Linked DNA regions of Mus musculus: region 2 is linked to region 1. The links are chromatin contacts, called in public HiChIP or PLAC-seq maps. All regions are on one chromosome and are shown on one strand. The core of a region is the stretch at or near the end of the contact, and the rest is flanking DNA. Distances in the headings are between cores, read along the strand shown. Region 1 overlaps Birc6 (baculoviral IAP repeat-containing 6). Region 2 has its middle 7.3 kb from the start of Ttc27.

Evidence for each region. HiChIP or PLAC-seq counts read pairs in DNA pulled down with a chosen protein or histone mark.
Region 2: a contact with region 1 is called in a CTCF HiChIP or PLAC-seq map of the NIH/3T3 cell line, with 10 read pairs. The contact joins two enhancer-like sites. A contact is called at or near these places in 1 of 15 datasets of contacts at CTCF or cohesin (the NIH/3T3 cell line), 2 of 484 Hi-C or Micro-C datasets (the 63-12 cell line and LSK cells) and 3 of 9 other capture datasets (adipose tissue, liver and pancreatic islet).

What each region holds. Positions count from the first base shown.
Region 1 is chr17:74,628,637-74,633,016 of GRCm38.p6, reverse strand. It overlaps Birc6 (baculoviral IAP repeat-containing 6), which reads right to left. Exons shown (of 73, transcript NM_007566.3): 39 at 3,496-3,612; 40 at 1,903-2,057; 41 at 1,280-1,406. Among named protein-coding and RNA genes, the nearest start is that of Ttc27, 87 kb to the left of the region's middle. Within about 2 kb of position 2,031, at least 36 of the 459 cell types and tissues checked have an H3K27ac peak or open chromatin away from gene starts, as enhancers often do. A contact at or near this core is called in the NIH/3T3 cell line and adipose tissue, where this site is marked.
Region 2 is chr17:74,708,253-74,712,632 of GRCm38.p6, reverse strand. No RefSeq gene overlaps it. Among named protein-coding and RNA genes, the nearest start is that of Ttc27, 7.3 kb to the left of the region's middle. Within about 2 kb of position 1,727, at least 48 of the 459 cell types and tissues checked have an H3K27ac peak or open chromatin away from gene starts, as enhancers often do. A contact at or near this core is called in the NIH/3T3 cell line and adipose tissue, where this site is marked.

The DNA of each region.
Region 1 (4,380 bases), core at 782-3,281:
GTTTAAGAGCACTTAGAATAGTATCCACACATCAACAAGATGCAGCTCTGAAGAAGCAATGTATATCACCTGCCCTTACAATGCTGGAGTTGGTATTTTGCTGAACCCAAGGGACACAGGGTGAGTGCCCCAGAAAGAGATAAGTTTTACTTAAATGCATAAAAAAAAGAAAAATTAAGACAAAAATAATGCTGAACTAAGGAATTAAGGTGTGGCGTGTCCGTCCGGATTCTGAATGTATCCAGGTAAACAAATAAGCAAGGTGCATTCCCAGACCTACAGACCTCTGGGAAGTCACCCAAACATGAGCTTCTGGTGCTAGGAGGGAAAACTCTTACTGAAAGGGAAAAAAAAATCCACAACAGAAGTAGAAAGACAGAACAGAGTCACAGGAACTAAACACTCTGTGTGGAAAAAAGATACATTAATGCAAACAGGCCGCAGAGAGAGGGCAGCATGTAAAAGTATCTGCTGTACAAATCTAAGTGTCGGAGCTCAAGGGCCCAGAAGTCACGTAACAAGCTGAAGGTGCAGGTGCACCTATAGCCCTGGGATCAGAGCAGGCACAGCAGAATTGCTGAGGCTTGCTGGCTTACTTACCTAGATTCAAGTGAAGTAACAAAATGACTCAAGGGAATAAGGAAGGCAGTGACAGCATAGGATACCTTAATCCTTTCTCTGCACACACAGGAAACACACACACACACACACACACACACACACACACGTGTGTGTGCGCGACTATGGATGGAAGGAGGGGAGGAGAATGGGAGAATAAAGAGAAGGAAAAGAGAGAGAAGCGAGCGAGGGAGGTGGGAAGTGGGAGGCGCGGGGGATGAGGAGGTTTTTTGTTTTGTTCTGTTTTGGTTTGGAGACAGGTTCTCACTATAGAGTATGTAGACCCAGACTGGCCTAAAACCCATGCCAGACAACCTGACTAAAACATTAGCCAGGTCTCAATACTGAGCTTTCAAATAAACAAAAACAAACAATTCATTATTTTAAAAATAATTTAAAGTAGGGGCTCACTATAGTTCCAACTGGCCAACAACACACTATGCAGACCAGGCTGGCCTCAAGTCATTACTCCACTTGCCTCTGTCTCTCAATGCTGAGATTAAAGGCGAATGCCATCACACCCAAGCCAAAGAACTTCTTTCACCAAAATAACACAATCCTAACAATAAAGATAATGTACATTTTAACCTAATTATGTTCATTTAACAATTTGCTATTTTAATTACAGTATGGATTTCCAGCAAAAAACAAAAAACCTTACCTTGATTTAATGAGATGACAGGTATCCGATTAGCATTATATAAAAAAATATCTGCTCCATTCTCTTTGTTCCCTGATGAACTAGAATTAAGGCTCAATGTGAGCCACAACTGAAGAAGTGACTCCAACTTAAAAAAATACAAATAAAGGAAAGAAAACTAAGACGAGGAAAATGTATGAAGGACCATTCAAACAAAAATATTTATGCTTATAACCTTATGAGTAAATAACTTGTTTCTCATTATCTCCTAGCTATTTTAACTAGGTCAGCAAGCAAACATATCTTAAAATTCTTGATAAATTATACTTTAACTGAATTAAAATATATAATTCCCTTTAAACCCCATGTTTTCCTCAATGAAAAATGGGAATTAACTCTTTTAAACCACAGGGTTATAAACAATATAAAGCAGAAAAAGTACCAATACTTAAACTCATGAAAATAAAAAATGGCTGGCAACTAAGGTGGGGGGAATCAGTAAATATTCCTAAGATTTTTCTCAACCAACTATAATAAAGATACCATCATGGTCAGGTCACATATGAACTTGCATTCAATTGCATCCAATAAAAACCATTATGTCAAACTATGTCAAAATACATTACTTTCCTTTAAAGTCCTACCTGAACATGATGGACTTGAAGCATGGAGAAGAGTTTATTGAAACAAACATTTAACATTGGGACAGATGAGAGCTGTATCATGAGCTGGCTGTTCTGGTTTGCTGGCTGTAAATTCCCCAGAAGTGAGTCATCTGTTCCAGTTGGAGATTGTGAAACTGAAAATCAAACAAAAGTACCACTTTATGAGCAAGGTTCGGAATACATGTGAATTAACAAACAGACAAGAATAGGTTATAACGTTTTGTTAAAATTAAATTGTATACAATGGTTCTATAATAGTAATTTAGGAATTATTAGAAACTAAAGACAAGAAAACGAAACTCGCAAATTTAGAACACTAATCTCTCTCACTTTTCCAAAGTTAGTGAAAGGAAAACCTTTACTAATTATAAAGAAAACCGTTCTAGAACGCTGCAATATATAAAGTGCATGCCTTTGTGTTTTACTGTGCTGTTAAATTTAGGGCGTAGCATTCTAGAAAAGTGCTCTGGCACCAACCCAGACATGCAACCTGCAGTTCATCCGTTCTTAACTTTGACTGCATCTTAGAACTGACCGCATAGCTTTTCAAGAATTAATAAAATGAAAATCTACTTATGGGAAATAGAAAATGTAAGAACACTGTGGAGAAATGTATGTTATATTCAGAGTATTATTAAACTAAAAAGGAACACACCTGGGTGAAGGACAGTGAGCAAGGGCAAAAGATTCACTGAAAACAGAAAGGATTCTTAAAAGGCTCCCAATCAATAATGAAATGGGATCTTGAAGGTATCCTACACTGTTTCATGTTCTGAGGGGATTGAGCTCAATAAATGTGGTTCCTACATTAAATGAGAGCTATTGCACAATGTTTTTTATGTACTAATAGGATCTGTCCCCTTCTATTCCTTCATCTTCTGTGAGCAAGAAAAAAAATGCATATTGTGAACTTTCTATTTACAAAAGGAAGACCATATGTTGTGGGTTCTCTTCTTCCAACTATCTACATGTCTTCCTTCATTCAGCCTAGGAAACAATGAAATGGCATGTATGCCTAAGGAGACAATGTCACTGTTAGCTCCTCCTACTCAACACCACTACTTAATGTTGTCTTTGATAAGCGGGGTAGACATCAACACCAGGAAGGCACAACTCTGGCAGATCACCTGTCTCTGTCCAGACCATTAGGAAAAAGATTGCCTTTCTTTTGCTGTAATTGGAATGTGATGCCTCTCAATTCTGGATTTGGTTAGGAGACCTTTGAATGACACTTCACTTATATTATCAGCCTAGTATTTCAAAATAAAGAAGCTAATACTTAAAAAGTCGTGTTGTGTCATGGATGTAGAATCAATATAATAAAATATATAGCATTCCCTAGAGTCTCCTTAACGTCACAGCAGCACATAAACAGGAATCCGCTTTAGGTCTCTGGACTGAAGTGGTCACTTCATGAGACAGTCATTTCATACCAGGACACCAAGTTACATGTTGTTAAGTCATACACTCAAAGCACCTTCAAATTTACCACAGAGAATTTTAAACTTGTCCTTGATGATATTCAGAAAAGCAATGACCCCTTGAAAGCATGTGAATTGTAATCAAACTTACAGGTAGGAGATGTATTTGTTAATGCTTGTAAGATGGAGTCTGCTTCCAGAGTAGACATCATTTTCAACATAAGTTCTGCTTGCTGTTCAAGACCAACTTCTAGACGAGCATCTAAAGCTACAAAAGGGAGGAGGAGATATCTGAAAAGTTAATACTCATGGGCTCCATACTATAGAAATGTGTAAACATCTGATCCCAGAAGAGGCTTCTACTTCACAAAAAGAAATGCTGGCGTGTGCTACCAAGGACTAAAACCAAGGAGAGCATCTGAGCAACAAAACAACTTGCTCTGATGGGAAATGAATGCACTGAGACTGGAATAAATCGGTGACATGATGAGAGTGGAAGGAAATACACGAAAGAAGGGAAGATGGCTTCCCCATCCCAGAGGGAAGATGGAAACAAAAAACAAACAAACAACAACAAACCACCATCAACAGAAGATTATCAGATAAGGAAATAAATGTTAGCTTATCATACTAGGTACAGATAAATGTGTAGACAGACACTCACATAATACCATTAAGACACTAATAATTATAATTCAAATCTTGATTTCTTTAAACAAAATTTAAAATATAGTAATTATAGAAGAGACTAACTTTCAAATACAAGCAAAAGTAGAAAAGGATGAAGTTGAGGCAACATCATACCATTTGCCCAAGAACTAGAAAATGCTCTAAGCCGGGCGTGGCAGTGCGCGCCTTTAGTCCCAGCACTTGGGAGGCAAGGACAGGTGAGGTGGATTTCTGAGTTCGAGGCCAGCCTGGTCTACAAAGTGAGTTCCAGGACAACCAGGGCTACAGAGAAACTCTGTCTCGAAAAACCACCAAAAAAAAAAAAAAAAAAAAAAAAAAAAGAAAGAAAAAGAAAAAGCTCTCTCTA
Region 2 (4,380 bases), core at 478-2,977, 80 kb before region 1:
AGTAAAGCTCTGGGTCTAATCCACAGCGTCACCCCTCAGAAAGGATTTAATAAAAAAATAAAATAAAATTGAAAGCCCTTGTGGTGTGGCAGAGATGGGGATCTACTGTCTGTAGAGTTTAACTCTTCTCACATCATCAGGCGAGACCATTCTTACATCTGTACTGGGACTGGCCACACCTCCTGTGTGTTCCCAGTGTCCCTTTCCTAGGTAAAACGAAGACTCCTAATGCCAACCCCAAGCCAAACGAGCTGTTATGGAGGACCATTCCAAGACGCTGACAGCTCAACAGCCATATCCCCTTATGAAGATTACAAACCCTGTAACCATTTCTGGTGAAAAGACTCTAAGGAAAATGTCCCTACGATACAAGCTAAAATACCCGAGTGGTCATCAAAAAAAGTATTTATTCATATTGGCTGACACAGTGCATAGGATAGACTAGCCCTGGGGACATTCAAAACGTTTAAGTTTCCTAACACAAGGATTTATGGGTAACAGACTAATGAGTAGCACATGGATCATAAATACCCTTCATTCTCCTTTGGGCCAGCAAGGAAGGGATCTGGGACATTGCTAACATTTTGTACTGTGTCTAAATTTATACCACATAGCAAATCGGCTGTGTAACGTAGACACAGCGAGTCGCCACATCTTGTTTTCTTGATTAAACCTAGATGTTGGCAATGTGTCTTCCTCCTGGTCTCTCACGATTCTTCTAAATATATCAGTTCTCTTCACATTCACTTGACGTCTGCGGTCCAGAATCCTCAGTCGTTCCACACAACAACTGTCCAGACAGATAAAGCCAACAAGTGACTGGCAACAAAACCAGATTAACTGAGCAATTCAAGATGTACTTGGAAAATCAGCTCTCATAGACAAAAACATATCTAAGGTAGAGTCAACCACATGTTTATAAAACCCTGCCCCTCTTACAGCTCCTAATGCATTTTTTGGTGATTTTAGTGTTAGGTAGCTGGAGAGATGGCTCAGCATCTAAAACAATGGCAGAGGACCTAAGCCCTGGTCCCTGCACCCATACCAGTTTGCTCATAACTGCCAGTAACTCCAGTTCCAGGATATCTGAGGCCCTCTCCAAGCCTCTGTGGGCTCCTTACACTTATCTGTCACACATGCACACACATACATACACATAATTTAAAATATAAAAAAATAAAAACTTGTCTTGTTGGTTGTGAACCTAAGCCTTTAATGGCTGAGCCATCTGTCTGGCACAAAGATAAAATCTAAAAACCAATAACAAGTACAATAAAATCTGTAACACAATAACAAGTAGCCCTCAGAATGGGTTTTAGAACTGTTCACTCTATGAGTAATGGCCAGAACTGAACATTTTTTTTTGAAGCACATTGTTTAAAATCCAGGACTGACTCTCTTGGCTACATGCACCCCTGAATGTAGCCAGCCAATCAACAACAGCTTCACCCAATGAAAGCCCTTTCTACAGATAATGCTTAAGTTAAATGCTTATGCCTCTAAATCTACCAATACTTGAACTCCAAACCTTATGTATGATTAACAGTATGTTGTGCAAGAGGGGATTGCAACAGACCTGTGTAATTTTCCTTTCCTTCAGTAAGCAATAAATTCAGTTCTCTTTTTTTAAGGTTCTAAATAGAGGTCTTGTCATACTTAGACAATATATCACAAAGTATTGGGCGGGGCAGTGCGATGACCTGATCTGCCATCCATCAGTGTTTTCTGCTCAGACGGTGGGAGGAGGGGTTTGGTATAACCAGGAATTCCCACCAAGAGACTTGAGGCCTCTGCAAGGCTGAGCAGAGTATTTCCAGGCTCTGTGCCTGTTCTCAGCCAAAAAGGGAATGTTTCCATTTCCACGGCTGTGACTAGCAAACTCCAACAGAAGAGGGAGTTGCTGTTTGAAAGTATACCAAAGGGCTTCAACACAAAAGGTAAGAGAAAAACCCAAGTAATAAAATCCAGCTGTGGTTGATCTTGCTCCAAGAATACAAGTCTTAGCTGTGTGTCAATTCTTCCCCTTGGAAGTATCACTTAAGGCTACCATCCTGAGGCCTTACTCTAAAGGTGAAGAAAAATACAACTTCCCAGAAAATAACTGAGCAAATGACAGAACTGGAAACCAACATGGCATGAAGAAACCAACGCATCACAGTTTCTGCCCTTGGGACCACTATTCCTCAAACCCCTCAGATTGTTAGCATCAGAATTACTGTATTACTGAGGAGTGGGAGGACTGACCCATGGAATAATCACATAGGAAGTTGAGGCAGGAGGATTGCTCCAAGCCCTGGAATTCAAGGTCACATGGGTAACATAACTGAGTAAGTCAGGGGAATGAAGTCATGAGTTCCCATGATCCCTGAGAAGCTATAGGCAATGACTGACTGCTGGGAGAGGTGACAGACAGCCACAGGTAAATTATCCATGCTTTTATAGTTAACCCCAATTTAACTCACTGGGCCATGAACGCTAAAAACAAGAAAGAAGCTGGTGGTGGTGGTGCCGCCCAACTTTAGTCCCTGCAGAAGCAGGCAGGTCTCTGAGGTCCAGGCCAGCCTGTACTACTCGAAGAAACCCTGTCTTGAAAACCAATCAATCAAAACAAACAAGAAGGAAAGGAAGAGAAGGAAGAGGAGGAGGCTAAGGAGGAGGAGAAGGAGGAGTTGGAAAGAGGGAAAAGGTCACTGAGAGTGGGAGGGGACCAGAGAGGGAGGGAAGATGACAGGAATGGACACATAGCTATGAAATGTCACAATAAAGCCACACACATATATATGTGTATGTGTGTGTGCACATATATGTGTGTGTGTATGTATGTATATATATGTGTGTATATACATATACATACATACATATATACATTCTACATATATATACATATATATACATTCTATATATATATATATACACACATTCTTTATATGTATATGTATACATATACATATAAAGAATAGGAATTGCCTAAGCAACCACTAAAACTACATGTCTATGCCCTCCTTGGTTTTAAGAAATCTGCATGTTAATGAGTTCCTCAAATGTTCTTCAACATTCTAGAGTTTGAGAGGCTCAGTAAGTGGCAGAGCCTAGTCCTTCTTCATCCACACAACCTGTTAGACATGGGCAGATCCACTCCAGGTTCCTGTTTGTGTCTCTTCTGACTGAGCATCTATGCAAAGTAATCCGTCAGCATCAATACAAGCTCATTAATATGGCTCATGCACAAGGGAACACGAAGATCAACAAAGGGAGGTGCTCTCTGTCCAACTTGTACCCAAAGCTAAGCAGGGTTTCAAATTTGCTCAATGAAAACCTCTACATTATTTTTTTTTAATTTCCTGACACTTGTCTACTTTCCCATTAAACAAAAAGCAAACTTTGTTTTCCCAAAGTCCGTTGAAACATGCTATAATCAACAGTTCAGATCACATAAAAGATACAAATTTCACGTAACTTTCCTATATAGGATTGAACTGCTAAGTGTTTGACCAGAGGGGACTTTGAAACTTGACTATGGGGGCTGGAGAGACGGCTCAGAAGTTTTAAGAGCACTAACTGATCTTGCAAAAGACTCACATAGGCTCAGAACCATGTGTACCTCAGTTCCAGAGGATCTGATGCCTCTTCTAACCCTGAGCACTGCATGCGCAAGATGCATAGACATACAGATGCATACATGCAGGCGAGACTATGCAACCTCAGCCAACTCTACTCAAAGAAGGATAATCAGGTATTTCAATGTCTGTTCATTTAAAGAAGTGCTTCACCCCAACTCCTCCTGAGACAGGGTTTTCAGCTTAGCCCTGACTGTCCTGAACTCATTATACAGACCAGGCTAGGCTCAAACTCCTAGGATTAAAGGCTACCACCATCTGGGTAAGTACATTTTTAAGTCAAAAGGTTTCTTCCGAGAAGTTACTATGGGCAAGACTGTAAGGCTCAGTACTCCTGTCCTGCCTCCTCCCTCCACCCTCGACCCTATCACTACCATGGACACTTAAAATTCATTAATGGAAGGGTTCCAACTATGTATAGTGTTTAATTAGGGGTAAGAGAGACAAAGCATGCTTTTTCCCCATCAGGCTGTTTTAAAACATGGGTGAACATGGAGCTGCTAGGATCGATTGACCAATAGTCAAATTCCTGGATGCCTTGGTGTCAACAGTTCTTGTCTTCCGACCATTTAGGGCCTGTATATCAGAGTCCCTTCCCCCATTCTCTGCTTTCTCAGCCACCTATGGTGTATTAGTTTCATTCCCTGTTGCTATGCCAAAACAGGAATACAAGAGCAATTTAAGGGAGAATTGGTTTGGCTCGAAGACTATTATGATTGCTGGGAAGTCGAGGTGAGGGCAACTCGAAGCACACAGGCACATT